Regions from separate parts of the Canis lupus genome. Here region 2 is linked to region 1. Evidence: chromatin contacts called from public Hi-C data. All regions are on one chromosome and are shown on one strand. Each heading gives the region's core, a stretch centred on a gene start, on an enhancer-like site or on the middle of the called end of the contact. The rest is flanking DNA. Distances are from core to core; before and after follow the strand shown.

Evidence for each region. Hi-C and Micro-C count contacts between places; a contact is called where the count stands out from the background.
Region 2: a contact with region 1 is called in a Hi-C map of blood, with 5 times the contacts expected there. The contact joins the promoter of RBM15B here to the promoter of TEX264 in region 1. A contact is called at or near these places in 4 of 9 Hi-C or Micro-C datasets (amygdala, blood and liver).

The regions. Positions count from the first base shown.
Region 1 is chr20:38,364,441-38,367,351 of UU_Cfam_GSD_1.0, reverse strand. TEX264 (testis-expressed protein 264) reads left to right here and starts at 1,414. Exons shown (of 6, transcript XM_038566299.1): 1 at 1,414-1,513; 2 at 2,489-2,563. It overlaps LOC119864684 (a long non-coding RNA gene), which reads right to left and starts at 1,332. Exons shown (of 2, transcript XR_005374911.1): 1 at 841-1,332.
Region 2 is chr20:38,598,856-38,601,766 of UU_Cfam_GSD_1.0, reverse strand. It overlaps RBM15B (putative RNA-binding protein 15B), which reads left to right and starts at 1,450. Exons shown (of 1, transcript XM_038566333.1): 1 at 1,450-2,911. The coding sequence starts at 1,450.

The DNA of each region.
Region 1 (2,911 bases), core at 165-2,664:
CCTAGGAGAAACTCATCAGATTCTGAGAACAAGAAAAACGCCCCAGCAAATATTGTGGGCAGAAGCTGTATTGTCTCTGAACCATGAACTGGCCCTTATCTCACAGGAAATGGTTCTAAGTGTATAGCCCACTTACCTGGAACACTTAAAGGATTTGATCATGTATTTGATGTCCATAAGCAAAACAACTGCCATGACCCTGCCAACCCAACCTTGAGTGCCTGTGAAAGGCCAGCTGCTCTTTCTGCCAGTGTTTGTCTGGAGAGCTGAGGACAGTCTTGGCCCTGTGGATGAGGGTCATCCTTTCCTGCCTGTGGAAGGAACTGTGTGAAGTGGTGGGAAAGGAAGCCAGGATTATGAGTGCCTCTGTGCTCACTCTGCCCTTTGCTAGTGCAGCAGTGGAATCCACTTTAAGATGATTCCTCTTCCAATAGCAATCTTCCGTGTCAGGAGCACCAAGTTAGCTCTTGGCCCAGCCTGTCTTGTAGCCAAGCTTAGCATAGCTGTCCCATCCCCCTGCCCCTCCACTGCAGGACTGGGCCTCTCAGGAGGGCAAAGTTTGATCTTTGGGGCTCTAGAAGAGTGCTTTGTAGTTTGTAGGTCCTCTCGGAAATATGAGCTGAAGATTCAACCTATGTTCGAGGAGCTTACAATGGATCTGGGAGTTAGCTAGAACACCTTTAACTAGAAGGGCAGACCAACCTCCGCCCAAGCACATCCTGGGCTCAAGAGAAAGGGGCCCGGAGGGGGGCGGTTCCTGGTTAGCTCCAAGGGGGCGGGGCGTTGGTTTTGCTCCCTCAGTATCCCCAATCCCTAGAACTATCTTGGCAGAGAGCTTACTGAATAAGTGTTGGGTGGATGGATGAACGACCACTCCTGTGCTCTGGTTAGGGGTGAGGTGGGGTGGAGTGTTGGGAGACATGACTGACATTTGCGCTGTTGCAGAGGTTGGATCCGCTCGCTTCTTCCCTGAGTCCAAGTTGGGCGTCAGTTTCCTCAGTTGTAAAAGGGGGGCAAGTAGCCTTGCCTTGCTGGGTTCCCAGGTCTACCGGGAAGCTTCAGTGAGAGAAAGTGGCAAGACGAAGTGTGATACAAATAAATGCCAGAGGCGGATGCTGCTGTGCTGAACTTCCCAAGCCTTTTCAAACGCTTCACTCTGGTGCGGTCTTCCCTGTTGGATCCCAGCCCAGCTCTCTACTGCGACCCACCACGCTGACTGCCATCGGCCTCCCACGACTGAGGCCCGGTAAGTGGTGGAAGGCGGGAAGGTGCTCAGCGGGCTCCGCCCCCGACGGCTGGGGAGGAGCGGAATGGGCGCCGCTCGTTGCTATGGAGACTGGGCGGGGCAGGCCTCCGCCCTCCGGGGCCCGCGCGCACGCGCCCACGGCCACGGCCACGTCCCGCCGCGAGAGGGGGCGGAGCGAGCGTGCGCGGCGGGCGGGCGCGCGCAGGCTCCGCGACCTAGGCTGGAGCCGCCTGCGCCCATCGGCGTCCGCGGCGGGCGGCCGCTGAGGTGAGGGCCGAGCCAGAGGAGAGGCGTCCCCGCCGGGGCGGCCCCACGCGCGCTGAGGGCCTGGAACTCCGTCCGCCCGGGCGTGACCTCAGGGGCCCCCGCGTCCCCTCCGTGATCCTCGCGGCCCAGGCCGCTCTTTGCATCTCGTCTCACCCGCAGCTGGCCCCCACCCGGTCCCAGGGCTCGAAGGTCTTGGGCCAGTCTACCGCCCCGGGCCGCCCCTGCCTCGGCCTCCGGTGCGCGGCACGCCCCGAGGCAGTGAAGCCGGAGCGGGGTGTGGGGGTGGGGAACTGAGGCCAGAACCGCACTTTAGCTCCGCCCCTGCCCCTGGAGGCCGCGCCTCGCAGCGGTGGCTACAAACTTTAGCGTCTCTTAACTTAGGGAGGTGTGTGAGGCCCGGTGAGGTCGTGGCTGAAAAGAAAGGTTCTGGGTAAATACGCGAGGTGCGGGTGAGCAGGGCTGGAAGCCCAGAGTGGGAGGCGGCGCGCCCCCTTCCCGCTCAGGCCACTCGGAACCGCGGTCTGTCTGCTCTCCGCCGGCGCCGACGTTGAAAGGCCTGGCCCGCTGCCGCGGCGCAAGGGAGCAGCCTCAGGAAGCCGGCGCGGGACAGCCCGCCCACAACCTCGCCGCCTGAGGCGACCACCCCCGGTCTCTGACCTGAGGAGAAACTGAAGCCAGAGGGGGACAGCCTGCCCCGTGTCAGCGGCCGGGGCTGTTTCAGAGCCAGGTGCAGTGGCCGGAACCCTCCGGGAAGAGGACTCCCAAGAACGGGGGCGTGAGCATGGCCCCACCCTGAGCTGACCTTCCGAGGCCGAGTTCGGCTTCTGATTTCCGGAAGGGGTAGGAGGACGAGGTAGAGGTGCAACCTTGTGGTGAAGAGGGAGTTATTGTAGAGGCCCTAGTGGGCTTTCCCTGAAGAGGGAACAGTCAAGGCAGGGGTGCCCAGCTCAGTGGTGATTTTCTCTCTGCCCCCAGCACTGGAGCACTTGAAGCACCTGGTCCCTGCGGCGCTGGATGCTATGAGTTGCTAAAGTGAGCCTGTCTTTTCAGGTGAGCTTCCCCAGCCCTCCTCCTGCCCTTCTCTTGAATATGGGGGAATTCACTTTTCCCTGCCTCAGTCTTGTGCAGACCTAAGTTCTGGGATCCCATTTTCCCCTCCCTTCTGGGTAGTTCAGGAGGTGAGAGGAAGAGGGAGGTGGGAACTGCGTTGCTTTGAGGAGGATGGAGAGTGTGCAGCAAAGAGGGTAGGTCAAATGAGGGATGGTCACTCTCAAGGCAACTGAGAGACCTAGCTGCTGAGTGAGAGCTCCCAGCTGAGAGCCTTGGGTTCAGACATGTCCCAGCATGGATTAAATGCTTGAGGAAACCTTGTCATCGGGAAGGAGAAATGTGGAAATG
Region 2 (2,911 bases), core at 201-2,700, 230 kb before region 1:
TAAGAGGAAAGCAAGAACGCTAAGCTACTCCTCAGGCCGAGACTTTCTTGTTTGGGGAAAATAGGTGGGCTGTTGAGATGTGACCAGCGCAGTGTGTCCTGAGCCCCTTATAGGTGCTGGGAAAATCCACGGCTGGCGATAGAAATCTTAGGAAGTAGATGGCCATGGCCTACAGGCCACACTGAACACAGGAACAGAAAAACAACCCAACCACTCCCACTCTAGGGCTGACCCCCACGGTTATCTACAAAGGGTTAACTCATTCCTGCTGGAAGGGGAGTTAAGATCAGACAATGTTACAGATGTTTCTTTTAAGAGCTTTCCCCTTGCACTTGCCTCAGCTGCTCCAGGAGCTGCTTTATGTATGGTCATGGGAGGAGGAGGAGGAGGAACTGGCAGCCTCTTCCCCGCCCCCACGGTTTCCGTGCAGAAGGGTCAGGTTCTGCGATGCTTCCAGCAGCTCTCGGGAATAAAACCATCCCAAGGCCGCTTGGGCACCCAGGCAGGATTCTTTCCGCCTCCCCCGCACCTCACCTCTGGAGAAGAGGTCCTGGCCCTCGAAGTGGATAGAAGGGCACTGGTCAGCCTCAAGAGGTAAGCGTAGCAAGCTGTGCTAACGACTGGGTTTGGCCTTCTCTTCGCCCTTGGCTCCGTGGCCCTGCCCTCAGCCCACTGCTCGGAGGGCCGCAGCCTAGTGGCGCCAATTCGCACTCGGTAAACGGCGGGTTTGCTGGCGCGGGTTTCTCCGCCTCAACCCTGCTGAGCCTCGCCTTTTGCATGGACAGCCCTTGGTCATCGCGGCCTTTCCAGGGACCGCAGCAGGTGATACCTGAATGCGGAGGATCCCTGCTTTGTGGGGCGTGGGCGCTGGACAGGGCTGAGGGAGCGGCGTGCTTAGATCCTCTTCACCGTCGACCCCGGACCAGTCGGGGGATGCTACGTAAAGAGGCCGCTGGTCAAGAGTCGGGAGCCCGGCGCCCACAGGCACTGCCACTCCTGTTCCACGCAGCGCGGGCCCCCGCGCCGGAAGCGGGAAGCCTAGGGCCGGCAGGAGCGAACCAGGCCCGCTCTCGCGATGGCCCCCATCTCCGCGCAGCCCGGCCCCAAGGCCGCGCGGTGGCGCCAGAGCTCAATGCCGGGCCGCGATCGCCCGCCGGCCTCCCGGCCCCTGCCCCGCCCCCGGGGGTCACGTGATGGGGGCGGCGCAGTCCGATGACGCACACCCGGCGTAGCTCTCGCCCCGCCCGCCGCGGGGTCACGTGACAGTCCGGCGCTGCCTGATAACGCGACGCCCAGCCCCTGGGCGCCGCTCCCGCCCCGCCCCGCCGCCACCGCCGCGCCGAGTCCTTTTGTCCAAGATGGCGGCGCCGGGGGCGCTGCCTCCTCGGCCGCCGCCGCCGCCGCTGTGAGGGGCCTGCGGGCCGCCCGCCCGCCCGCCGCGCCGGCGCCATGAAGAGGCAGAGCGAGCGAGACTCGAGCCCGAGCGGGCGCGGCTCGTCATCGTCGGCCAAGCGGCCGCGGGAGCGCGAACGGGAGGCGGAGGCGGGCGGGCGGCGGGCGGCGCACAAGGCCTCGGGCGGCGCCAAGCATCCCGTTCCAACGCGGGCCCGCGACAAACCCCGCGGTAGCGGGGGCGGCGGGGGTGGGCATCGCGACGGCCGCGGCGCCGGGGACGCGAATCACCGTGCGAGCAGCGGCCGCTCCTCGGGCTCGGGCGCTGGCGGCGGGGGACGCGGTGGCAAGGCCTCCGGGGACCCAGGCGCTTCAGGTGCATCACCTCGCGCGTCTCCGCTGCCGCCACCTCCGCCACCGCCCGGGGCCGAGCCCGCGGGGCCCGGCTCATCGGCGGCCGCACCCGAGTACAAGACGCTGCTCATCAGCAGCCTGAGCCCCGCGCTGCCCGCCGAGCACCTCGAGGACCGACTCTTCCACCAGTTCAAGCGCTTTGGCGAGATCAGCCTGCGCCTGTCGCACACGCCAGAGCTGGGCCGCGTGGCCTACGTGAACTTCCGGCACCCGCAGGACGCACGCGAGGCCCGCCAGCACGCCCTGGCCCGCCAGCTGCTGCTCTACGACCGGCCGCTCAAGGTGGAGCCGGTGTACCTGCGTGGCGGCGGCGGCGGCGGCGGCGGCGGCGGCGGCGGCGGCGGCGGGAGCAGCCGGCGAAGCAGCAGCAGCAGTGCTGCCGCCTCCACGCCGCCCCCAGGGCCGCCCGCGCCCGCCGACCCGCTCGGTTACCTGCCGCTGCACGGCGGCTACCAGTACAAGCAGCGCTCTCTGTCCCCAGTGGCCGCCCCTCCGCTACGGGAGCCCCGCGCCCGCCACGCCGCGGCGGCCTTTGCCCTGGATGCTGCCGCCGCCGCCGCAGTAGGACTGTCCCGGGAGCGGGCCCTGGACTACTACGGTCTGTACGACGACCGCGGGCGCCCATACGGCTACCCCGCCGTGTGCGAGGAGGACCTGATGCCTGAGGACGACCAGCGGGCCACGCGCAACCTCTTCATCGGGAACCTGGACCACAGCGTGTCCGAGGTGGAGTTGCGGCGGGCCTTTGAGAAGTACGGCATCATTGAGGAGGTGGTCATCAAGAGACCTGCCCGTGGCCAGGGTGGTGCGTATGCCTTCCTCAAGTTCCAGAATCTAGACATGGCCCACAGGGCCAAGGTGGCCATGTCGGGCCGGGTGATTGGCCGAAACCCCATTAAGATAGGCTATGGCAAGGCCAACCCCACCACTCGCCTCTGGGTGGGCGGCCTGGGACCTAACACCTCACTGGCCGCTCTGGCCCGGGAGTTTGACCGCTTCGGGAGCATTCGGACCATTGATCACGTCAAGGGAGATAGTTTTGCTTACATCCAGTATGAGAGCTTGGATGCAGCTCAGGCCGCCTGCGCAAAAATGAGGGGCTTTC